Regions from separate parts of the Salmo salar genome. Here region 2 is linked to region 1. Evidence: chromatin contacts called from public Hi-C data. All regions are on one chromosome and are shown on one strand. Each heading gives the region's core, a stretch centred on a gene start, on an enhancer-like site or on the middle of the called end of the contact. The rest is flanking DNA. Distances are from core to core; before and after follow the strand shown.

What was found. A called contact is a pair of places that touch in the nucleus more often than the background predicts.
Region 2: a Hi-C map of muscle shows a contact between it and region 1, with 8 times the contacts expected there. The contact joins the promoter of LOC106613039 here to the enhancer-like site in region 1. A contact is called at or near these places in 2 of 3 Hi-C or Micro-C datasets (gill and muscle).

The regions. Positions count from the first base shown.
Region 1 is chrssa09:131,905,188-131,910,995 of Ssal_v3.1, forward strand. No RefSeq gene overlaps it. Among protein-coding and RNA genes, the nearest start is that of LOC106613039, 44 kb to the right of the region's middle. Within about 2 kb of position 2,849, at least 1 of the 13 cell types and tissues checked has an H3K27ac peak or open chromatin away from gene starts, as enhancers often do. A contact at or near this core is called in muscle, where this site is marked.
Region 2 is chrssa09:131,949,439-131,955,798 of Ssal_v3.1, forward strand. LOC106613039 (hypermethylated in cancer 1 protein-like) reads right to left here and starts at 2,708. Exons shown (of 4, transcript XM_014214919.2): 1 at 2,165-2,708. The coding sequence starts at 2,216. It overlaps LOC123744740 (a long non-coding RNA gene), which reads right to left and starts at 5,007. Exons shown (of 2, transcript XR_006771171.1): 1 at 4,786-5,007.

The DNA.
Region 1 (5,808 bases), core at 1,599-4,098:
AGATGGCTTATGGTCAGACCAGGATAGGAAACAAATTACATATCTTTGATAGACAGGACTTGGCCTCGCCATCAAGGACCACCCAGTCCAGCCAAATGTGGCCTACTGTAGGCTACTGTAATTGAATCAAGGCAGATTATAACCCACTCTATTCTATCCTCCTTCCACACACTCATATTGCCATTCTGCCTTTTCAGCATGATCTCAAGTTGCTGTCGGCCCAATGGTTAGTCCTAAACTCACTTTGCACTAAATCAGGGATGTCAAACATATGGCCCAGTTCAATGTGGGCCACGGGGGGTTTGAGTAAAAAAAATACTCATTGTCAAATAGATAACTTTCTTTTTTGGGTGGGAGAAAAGTCCATCTCAATCTACATAGAATAGTTTTTTCTTTTCTAATTTTATTTATGCACATACAAACGAAAACATACAGACACACATAAACATTCACAACGTCACCCCTGCCCAGACCCACCTGCTCACACCCCCATCTCCAGCGCATGGCTTCAAAATGCACCATTTTGTTTCTCTTCGTCGCCCACGCACTTTCAACATTTAGATAATACAGCATTTGACCTTTCGATTGTGTTAACGGTGGAGGATTGGTTGATTTCCAGAAGAGAATCATCCAACCATCGGGTATGTCACTGCACCCTCATATCTTGTCTCTCATGTCTTGAAATATGCGGACAGACAGATTAACAGTACGTTTACGTTGTAATACTTCTGACAGTCAACTTTCTAACTCTGCCCATGACTTCTGACTTCATAGCATTCCCAGAAGGCCTGGATTATTGAGTCATTGTTAGTTTTACACTTAAGACATGACTCTGCCATTGTGCTTTAGCATTTCTGAATTTGATCTCTTTTATAATAAATTATATACATGAGTTTATACTGGATTAAGCAATACATTTTTGTTAACTGTAATTTTGTTAGTTACGCTCCAACATTCCCTCCATCTTATGCCAATATCAGTTCTTTTAAAGTCTTGGTTCCAATAGTTCATATTTTTTTCCTAAGAGATTGTCAGTTGGACTGTGTAGAAATGACAATGGACCTACATGTATACAGTCTCTTCACTCTGACCATCACAGAGTCAAAAGCAGACATTCAGTGTGCATCGAACATTAGAAAAACATTGGTGAAGACTGAATACACAGCAAAATCGATTTGACACCCCGTCCTACAGTATGTCAACAGAACCGAGCGATGTTGCAGTTACATACTCGGTAGCTATGGTACATTAGCGTGTTAGCCTAGCTTGTGTTGCGTGTGCAGGTCTTTCCAAGGGCAGAGCTGATTTATGATGTAGCTTAGTGGCTCAGTGCAGTTAGACCCCTCTCACGTCATACTCCTGGGGACTGTCTGATTAGAGACGCACGGGGGAGAGAAACCATGTGCTCAACTCACACACACACACACACACACACACACACACACACACACACACACACACACACACACACACACACACACACACACACACACACACACACACACACACACACACACACACACACACACACACACACACGCACGCTCATACACACACGCACGCTCATACACACACATACACTATCCGCCATTTGGTTGTAATTATACACACACAGGGAGGCGAGGACCATGTGTCATCGTTAACATGGAGTCCCATTCACACTCTACCTGTGGTTGCCGGTGTTATGTTTAGAGAATAGACATAAACAATACCCCCTATTGGCTGATTCATATGAGCAGTGGTAAAAATAGACAGCAGAATGGGAGGACTGGACAATAGAACAATATTATTATGAAAACAGTGGGGCCCAATACATCAAGTGGAGCCAAGTTGTTACAGAGGATAGCAGAGATCACACACTGATATAAAACCTGAGAGGAATCAGACTCTTGTGAAGAAGTAAACCATTTAAATGATAATTTACTCCCTAAAGCAGCTTACTATCATGCACTCTATCACATCAAGGCTGTGTTGTTCAGTAATCAGTGCTGAATGTGTGTACTGGCCGGGTACATTATGCATAATGTCTTGGCTATAACATCTCTTAAAAGGTGTTATGGGTAATGTACTCCAAGTAGAGTGACCGACCTCTCCAATGGATATACAGTATGTTATGTTTAGAAGTGTGCCACTTGGTTGGCCGAGACAGCTGTGACTTCACCTCCATTAGTGAAGTGCTTTCCAAGAGCTCTGTCGGTACAGGGTGGTACCCTCGCTGTTTAATATGAGTGTTAATAATATGTCAGGACTGTAAACACTCTTAGTGGAATCACAGGAAAGGGAGTGGGGTAGGCCTCAACACAGAAAGGGGACGCCAGTAGAACTGAGAAAAGGAGTGGTGGTAGGAAGATAATTGCTGATAATTACAGATCAGAGGCTGATAATTGACTTAGAGTAGTAGAGGTACTGTACTGTGAGGGCAATATGACAACAGAGCATGACACTGTGCTACCTTCCAGACTGTACAGTATCCAATGTAGAGTATCTCAGCTTCTGCTCATTACTGGTTTATGGGCATTTTACATTTTACAACCAGTCATTGCAAAGCGGGTGGTTTACTGAGGTGTGGAACCAGGCTTCCATTGAAAATGTCACTACAGCAAATCCAGTGCCATTGCTGTCAGTGTCACACAACGGTTTGTAAGAGTTGACGTCTCCCAGCCAGGTTGATGCACTCAGACCTCATTCACTTCCTGATCCAGCTCTCCTTGATGAGGTCCCTCCCTCCCTCCCTCCTCTTCATCTCCTTGGCACCGAGTCAGTGTCCCCTGCTCTGTTCCTGCCCCCGCCCCCTCAGGCCCCACATAGAGACTGACATCATGCCCCAGCTATGAGGGGAAACGTGCCTGGCCCGCCACACTCAACACGCCACTGTCCCACTCTCCACACGTAGCTACGCCACACCACAGCACGCAGCAGGCTAGCATGGGGACATGCCACTAGAAAACCACGATGGTAAAACCAGACACACACACACACACACACACACACACACACACACACACACACACACACACACACACACACACACACACACACACACACACACACACACACACACACACACACACACACACACACACACACACACTTGCAGGACTGGAGGTAAATGATAATAAAGCTGAACACAGTAGAATAGCCAGTCTCACCTTTATTGTTCAGGCTAACTCCAGGCTCACTTCCTCATACCGTCCGGTTAGGGTCTTACACACAACACAACACAACACAACACAACACAACACAACACAACACAACACAACAGCTTAACTGGGGCAATGCAGCAATGGACAGACTACAATAATGACCAGTCTAGTTTAGGTAGGCTACAGTAACAGTAGAATAATGACCAGTCTAGTTTAGGTAGGCTACAGTAACAGTAGAATAATGACCAGTCTAGTTTAGGTAGGCTACACTACCAGCAGAATAATGACCAGTCTAGTTTAGGTAGGCTACAGTAACAGTAGAATAATGACCAGTCTAGTTTAGGTAGGCTACACTAACAGTAGAATAATGACCAGTCTAGTTTAGGTAGGCTACAGTAACAGTAGAATAATGACCAGTCTAGTTTAGGTAGGCTACACTAACAGTAGAATAATGACCAGTCTAGTTTAGGTAGGCTACACTACCAGCAGAATAATGACCAGTCTAGTTTAGGTAGGCTACAGTAACAGTAGAATAATGACCAGTCTAGTTTAGGTAGGCTACACTAACAGTAGAATAATGACCAGTCTAGTTTAGGTAGGCTACACTAACAGTAGAATAATGACCAGTCTAGTTTAGGTAGGCTACAGTAACAGTAGAATAATGACCAGTCTAGTTTAGGTAGGCTACACTAACAGTAGAATAATGACCAGTCTAGTTTAGGTAGGCTACAGTAACAGTAGAATAATGACCAGTCTAGTTTAGGTAGGCTACACTAACAGTAGAATAATGACCAGTCTAGTTTAGGTAGGCTACAGTAACAGTAGAATAATGACCAGTCTAGTTTAGGTAGGATACACTAACAGTAGAATAATGACCAGTCTAGTTTAGGTAGGCTACAGTAACAGTAGAATAATGACCAGTCTAGTTTAGGTAGGCTACACTAACAGTAGAATAATGACCAGTCTAGTTTAGGTAGGCTACACTAACAGTAGAATAATGACCAGTCTAGTTTAGGTAGGCTACACTAACAGTAGAATAATGACCAGTCTAGTTTAGGTAGGCTACACTAACAGTAGAATAATGACCAGTCTAGTTTAGGTAGGCTACACTAACAGTAGAATAATGACCAGTCTAGTTTAGGTAGGCTACAGTAACAGTAGAATAATGACCAGTCTAGTTTAGGTAGGCTACACTAACAGTAGAATAATGACCAGTCTAGTTTAGGTAGGCTACACTAACAGTGGAATGTGGTGTCATAATGTTTGTGTACTTCAGACTATGATGAGTTACAGAAGCCCAGCAGAGCACCTGTTGAGGAGACTGTCCTCTTTCCTGCCTGGGACCCTAGTTAGCATGTGTGTGTGTGTGTGTGTGTGTGTGTGTGTGTGTGTGTGTGTGTGTGTGTGTGTGTGTGTGTGTGTGTGTGTGTGTGTGTGTGTGTGTGTGTGTGTGTGTGTGTGTGTGTGTGTGTGTGTGTGTGTGTGTGTGTGTGTGTGTGTGTGTGTGCGTGTATGTGGCCGAGCCTCAGCCAGGCGGGTCAGGGCTGGGCAGCCAGCAGGAAACAGCTCAAGACATGCCGACTCTGCAGGGACAGAGAGACATGCCGACTCTGCAGAGACAGAGAGACATGCCGACTCTGCAGGGACAGAGAGACATGCCGACTCTGCAGGGACAGAGAGACATGCCGACTCTGCAGAGAGATGCAGAGACAGAGAGACATGCCGACTCTGCAGGGACAGAGAGACATGCCGACTCTGCAGAGACATGCAGAGACAGAGAGATATGCCGACTCTGCAGGGACAGAGAGACATGCCGACTCTGCAGAGACATGCAGAGACAGAGAGACATGCCGACTCTGCAGGGACAGAGAGACATGCCGACTCTGCAGGGACAGAGAGACATGCCGACTCTGCAGGGACAGAGAGACATGCCGACTCTGCAGGGACAGAGAGACATGCCGACTCTGCAGGGACAGAGAGACATGCCGACTCTGCAGGGACAGAGAGACATGCCGACTCTGCAGGGACAGAGAGACATGCCGACTCTGCAGGGACAGAGAGACATGCCGACTCTGCAGGGACAGAGAGACATGCCGACTCTGCAGGGACAGAGAGACATGCCGACTCTGCAGGGACAGAGAGACATGCCGACTCTGCAGGGACAGAGAGACATGCCGACTCTGCAGGGACAGAGAGACATGCCGACCCTGCAGGGACAGAGAGACATGCCGACTCTGCAGGGACAGAGAGACATGCCGACTCTGCGGGACAGAGAGACATGCCGACTCTGCAGGGACAGAGAGACATGCCGACTCTGCAGGGACAGAGAGACATGCCGACTCTGCAGGGACAGAGAGACATGCCGACTCTGCAGGGACAGAGAGACATGCCGACTCTGCAGGGACAGAGAGACATGCCGACTCTGCAGGGACAGAGAGACATGCCGACTCTGCAGAGACAGAGAGACATGCCGACTCTGCAGAGACATGCAGAGACAGAGAGACATGCCGACTCTGCAGGGACAGAGAGACATGCCGACTCTGCAGGGACAGAGAGACATGCCGACTCTGCAGAGACATGCAGGGACAGAGAGACATGCCGACTCTGCAGAGACAGAGAGACATGCCGACTCTGCAGGGACAGAGAGACATGCCGACTCTGCAGG
Region 2 (6,360 bases), core at 1,458-3,957, 44 kb after region 1:
GAGGTTTCGACTAACAACGAATATTTGGAGAAATAGTTAAACTGTTTGTTTTCATGCTGTGAAATACTATCTATCTATCATTGCTGTTCTCATTTTGTTTAGGGGCATAACATGCACACCACAAGGAAAAAACAGTGAGACACTGAGCTCTATAGCCTTACGTGGCACGATATTTTAGTGAATGGGATGTATAAACGCAGTAGAGCATGAAACCTTATTTAATGACAAATACAACTGAGGCTTTAAAAGTAGCCTAAGGAGTGGGTGTCCTGCGCTTAGCCTAAGGAGTGCAGGGAGACGTCTCGAATTATATCCACAAGGTTTGATTTTTGATAAGGCCAGAGACCTTTGCTTTTTACACTTCCTCTATAGTCAGAAGGCTAGAGAAGTGAGTAGAGTTTTAGACAGTCGTCAAAACGAGGCTGTCACCTTATCAACGAAACCTTGCCTTTACCTTTGTTATGATTTTGATTCGCTATTTCGTTGACTTCCTTATCAGGGACATTTCAAATGCTGAAACTCGCGATCTGCGCGCCTCATCTCTCTAGAATAGAGACCCCAGACTTCCATTCATAATCCCGACGGGAGACAAGTGCACACGAGCTCCTTTATTAAAGGGGCCTCCTAAAAAATAACTCACAGGCTAAGGTTTTACATTTTTTATTTGTTTTAAACTATGTTCTGGCTGTTAGTTTCCTTGTCAACCACTAACTTGCATGAGATAGGCCAACAAAACTTATATTTTTAAATGTGCCTCCTTTTTTAAAAGGTATTTTGCCTGCAGTAAAGTTTGTAAAGTTGTAAAAGATAAGTCTAGTTTTGTGCAACCATGTCTTAATTAAATCATTAGATTTGATTGAATACACACCGAGATGGGAAGTAGGCCTGCAAACTCAAATTTGCCCTTTTAACAAAACAGACTCGCCTACTTCTGAGTCCTGTCAACTTCTTCAGAAAATGTAATTATATTCCTACTCAATGCGTCCATTAGGCCATAGATTTTTACAACATTTCTTATTAAATACATCGTTTATCAAGAAATTGACCATTAGAGAAGTAATTTGTTATTCAGGCTTATAGGCCTATTTCCTTTAAAGATAGGATACAACAACAAAACGACATGATATACATGATTTAGGTATCTTAAATCTCGCTTTCGCAATTCCTACTTCTGTAATCTTGTCCTTGCATTAGACACATCCCGAGACTTCAACGCGCATAAAACCATCCCTGACTTCTATAGTGCATCACCAGTCGTTATCTCAGTCTGATAACCATGAGTCTACAATAAATAATCTCCGCAAATATCGTACAAACGGAAATTCAAGCAGCCCTACATTTCATTGAAATAACTATAAATTAGTGATAGCCTATGACATACTGTGTTGCGTACTGTGTTGTCAATATTTTTGTGATTGATGATTGATGTTTTGATAAACGACATCAATTAAATGTTGACATAGCAACGTGCAGAGGGGTTGGGAGAGGAACAGAACAGGAACAGATAAAGCCGTCATCGCTCTGGCTAAAATAGAATCAACTCCATGTGAAGCACCATGAACCCTTCATTAGTCCGATGCTAGGCGAGCTGTGACCTATAGCTGCACTGTGGTGGAAGGGGGGTGAACGCTGCACCGAGACCCACTGCATCAATTTACTACCACTGACTGACTGAGGACGAGGCATCATGCTGAACACCCAGAGACTGAACTACGCTGTTTTCTGTATAAAAGCTAGATACCTACACAACCATCTGATAGCAAATAATCCAATAGAAATCTGACCTTGTTATAGTGTATATAGAATTTAGTCCAGTGATCCATTTAACATGATACAATTGTGTAGTCTATTCGTAATTTGTTGGAGCTGAGAATGTTTGAATCAAACAAAAGACTGCTCACATAAGCAACCATGTCTTGTTACAAATAAACATCTATTAACTAATGGGTTCCATCGCAAAATTAGGAAAACATTACTATGATTTTAAAAGTTCCTCATTTGCATTCAAAATACACAAACACTAACCAAACACTGAACCCGCGATAAACCCCCTATGTTCACATTAAAATCGCTAAAAAGTGAAATATTGTCAATATCTGGTCTCAATAATTTTGCCTGTTCTGTAACTGTAGTGGTCTTTAAAAAGCTGGTATTGAAACGTTACCTGGATGCCCGATCTCTTCTGCCATCCGATCTAAGTCTCCCTTAATGATCATCTCAGCAGTCTTTTGGAGTAATTTCTGACGTTTCAACTTTGAACTGCCAGCCTCCAAAAACCATGCCAGTTTTCCAAGCACGACTGCCAAAACGTTTTATTATTAATTGCTATGAATTTCTTGTTACTCTCTCCGTCCTCCCTCCCTCCCTCCCTCTCTCTCTCTCTCTGTGTCCTCCTTCCCTCGCTCTATCTGCCCCTCCCCTCTCTTTCTCACCCCCTCCTTTAAAAAAATACGTGCTTAGTCCAGCATTAGTTTCCTCCTGTTTTATTTTAGTAATTTCCTTGGCTATTTTTTGTGTCGAGGCTATAACGCACAATAATGGAGCCTCTATGCGCCGTAAGTGTTTTAGCACCCCGTGCGATGTCAGTCTATAATAAAACTCAAAGTTAAAATCGAGGGCAGGAACTTCATTCAACTGACCCCAACTTGAACTTCACAACACATCGCGACTTCGTCTTAAAGAGACAGGCCTTTATTGTATATCCCACAGCAGTTTCGTACTGAACTGAAGTTTGGAGACATATGAGACCCGTAAAAAAAATGCTTATTGTCAACAATTAGACCATGGGGAAATAGCCTACACACCGATAGATGATGGCTGGTTTATTCATATACCATTTGACTGAAACTGATCTTTAACACTACGCCCTTTAGTTCATGGATATTTCAATTAAACCTACTTATAAGGTTCATCCTATGATGTTTCAGTGGAGGCTGCTGAGGGGAGGACGGCTCATTATAATGGCTGGAATGGAGTCAATGTAATGGTATTAACCACAAGGAGACCATGTGTTTGATATGGTTGATACCACTCCATTGACTCCATTCCAGACATTATTATGAGCCTTCCTCCCCCCAACAGCCTCCACTGGATAGTTTAAAATGTGCTATTGATATGGTGTACTATTAGTGGGTAAACCGTTGATAGCCTATACGGATGTGACATTCTACAATCCAACCCCCATTGGCTAACTTAGAGTCACTTCATCGTTAAAGTTTGGTGTCTACTGATTGTAGCATAATGTCTAATGAGTCTCACCTGCTCAGGTAAAGACAAGCAGACAAGAGCTTACAGTAGACTGCCACGGCCCATATCCTGTGACACTCAGAGCACTGACAGAGGTGGTGGGGAAGAGCAGAACTCTGTCCCCTGATATTTATCCATCAAATATAAATATAAGGTAATCCTGCAACCATACACTATATAGTAACCTAGTAGTGCAGTCATTGGCCTTATTTCTTTTCATGCGTAAAACGTGGGCCTATTTTGGAGCGGAAAAGGTACCTAACTCTACGTTTGGGGTAAGCTACATATACACGCAGTTACAAGTGATTAAGTGTACCTACATTGTACTGTAAATTAGCCCCAAAATAATTACAATATACTGAACAAAAAAATGCAACAATTTCAAAGATTGTACTGAGTGAAACATCATTCAAGGAAATCAGTCAATTGAAAAATTCATTAGGCCCTAATCTATGTATTTCACATGACTGGGCAGGGGTGCAACCATGTGAGGGTATTGGCCAATCAGGATAAGTTTGCCCCAACAAAATATCTTTATTACAGACAGATACTCTTCATGCTGTTTAATCAGCTTCTTGATATGCCACACCTGTCAGGTGGATGGATTATTTTGACAAAGGAGAAATGATCACTATCAGGGATCTAAACAAATTTGTGCACAACATTTGCGAAATAAGCTTTTTGTGCATCTGGACAATTTCTGGGATCTTTTGTTCTTGTTTTTAGCTGATGAAACATGGGACCAAGACTTTACATGTTGTTTTCATAATTTTGTTAAATATATATTAATCATGACAGCTGTTATGGTTGTTTAGGGATTTTATGCAGTTTTGTTTGTTTTCAGGCCTACAGTGATTTCAGTGTTTTACACACAGTAGTACACAGTTCTGAATTTGATCATGTACAATTACAAATTATTGTAGCCTTTTCTATTTTTAATACACAGCAATGGGCCTAGTTGCACTGTTGTCTGACAATCTGAAAATCATCTCTCAATCAACTTTTCTAATTTACATCAGTTCTAAAACTTTTAGAAGCTGAGCATATGTCAAAGGATATATTTTTCTTCTACCAATTGACTGTAGGTATACCAATCTTTGGCTACTAATTGGAAATCGTTGTCACTGCAAATGGGCCTTTTGCCGTTATCAGAAACATCTTAAGTTAAACACGTTTGTTTTGAATTAGTATGGTACGTTTCCTCTCTCGAATCCTTCGAAGAAAAATAAGTAACTTTAGATTGAGAGACATTCTCGGGAGATTTTGTTTTAGATTTACCCCTAAGCAACCTCACGATAATTTAAAGCTTTTAAAATGCGATATAATTTAGGCGTCAGGTGCTGGCATGTTAAGTCTATACTTGCCAGCTGACAGACAACTGTTCAAAAAGTAAATAAATATATACATAAGTAGGAGAGCTCGTATTGGCTTCACTGACTGAATGCACCTGAAGTCGCGGTAAGTATGCAGACGTTATGTAAATATTCATGAGGCTAGCGGAGGCCATCGCGCGCTCTCTCCCAACTGTCATTTACCCACCTCGGACTCATGTCTGGTGTCGTGGCCGTTTGTGAAATCTTCTCCTCGGGATCCCCCCATCCAGACTTCCACGCTCACTCGCCTAAAATTCCGTGCTATTACCAACCTCTTCCGTGTTTTCTCCAACTCTCTATCACCGTTCGCCCTTTCTCTCTGCCCCGCACGCTCTTTTATTTCTCACGTGCAATAATACTATATCGACACCTCTTCAGATTTGGTCGGGGTCGGATCAGACCAGGGCTGATGGCCGGATGGGTGCGCCCACAGCGACACCCAATGGTTGGCATTCTAGGTTGTAATGTGCGCAGCAGCCTTCTGTGCGTAAAGTTACCGTCATTCACTGCTAAACCCGTTCATTTGCACTGTGTTTATATTCTATTTGGAATTAAGAAAAATCCATATTACACTTGCTTTGCCATTTCAGTGTATATATTTTCTCCATACTCCAAGCTGTATGTGAACTTCTTCTGTCAGATTCACTGTATTACCAGATATGCCGGCTTAATGGACGGCTCATAGAATAGATCAGTAAAGCACTTAAAACCGTATGGATGCCAGTCACTATTTGTTCCAAAACTTTCTAATGTGATATTTTTTTCCCTCAGTGGCACAAGCATGGGTAAAGACGGGCACAATACTTAACTCTCTATATAATCCATAATTTGAAAAATATCTAAAACTGTACCAAAAGCATGACAATTTTTTGCAAAATTTGATTAATTATTGAAAGCAGAATCATTGAGGTTAATATTGTGTTCATATTTACATTTCCCTTCTATTTTAGACAATCTGTTATTTTGAACAGGAAATTATATGCCAATTTGTCTGAACTCCTCATTTGATATGAAAATGTACCTGCTTACAATGTTTTACACAGGTGTTAGCATGGTGCTGACTACCAAATATGTAGCAGGTGTCTTTTTAAAATACCTATTTGCATGACAGAAATCAACAAGGTTTCCATAAGACATTTGATATGTCAATTTAGTTATTTTGGTCAATCAGTGACTTTCAATCTCTTATCTTTAATGATCATAACGACTCAACCGTTCCCTATAGACGATTCCATAAGCCTTGCTGTGGATTGTGACTGCTCCCTCCAACAGCCAATCCTCCCATTGTCTGACCAACGCCGTGTCAGTATGATAAGAGCTGCTACAGGTTATTATGAACACCACTGGACGGCTCCCTGATTATTTCACCATCATTATCTTGTTGCTGGGCTTTAGACAAAAGATGTTGATTTAGTAGGACACTTACCGAGCAGAAGCCTATTCATGTCTCAGCCAACGCGTGTTGTGGTATTTCAATCACAATAGCAACTGACAATCTTCTGATCGAGGGTCTTCCTCTTGGTATTATCCAAGTTCAAGATGCTGCTGGCTGCTGTTTCATTAGAGTGGTCAAAGTCACCCGGCCTGGAGGAGAGGAGGTATTGTCTCGCTCACTTCCAGGTTCCCATGATGAACTGTTGATAACCTTGGTCACAGAGGTGGGCAGAATGGAACCAGACAAGGATACGGGCCATCTAAGGATCTATGAGTTTCGATACATTTTCATACAATAATTTAACTT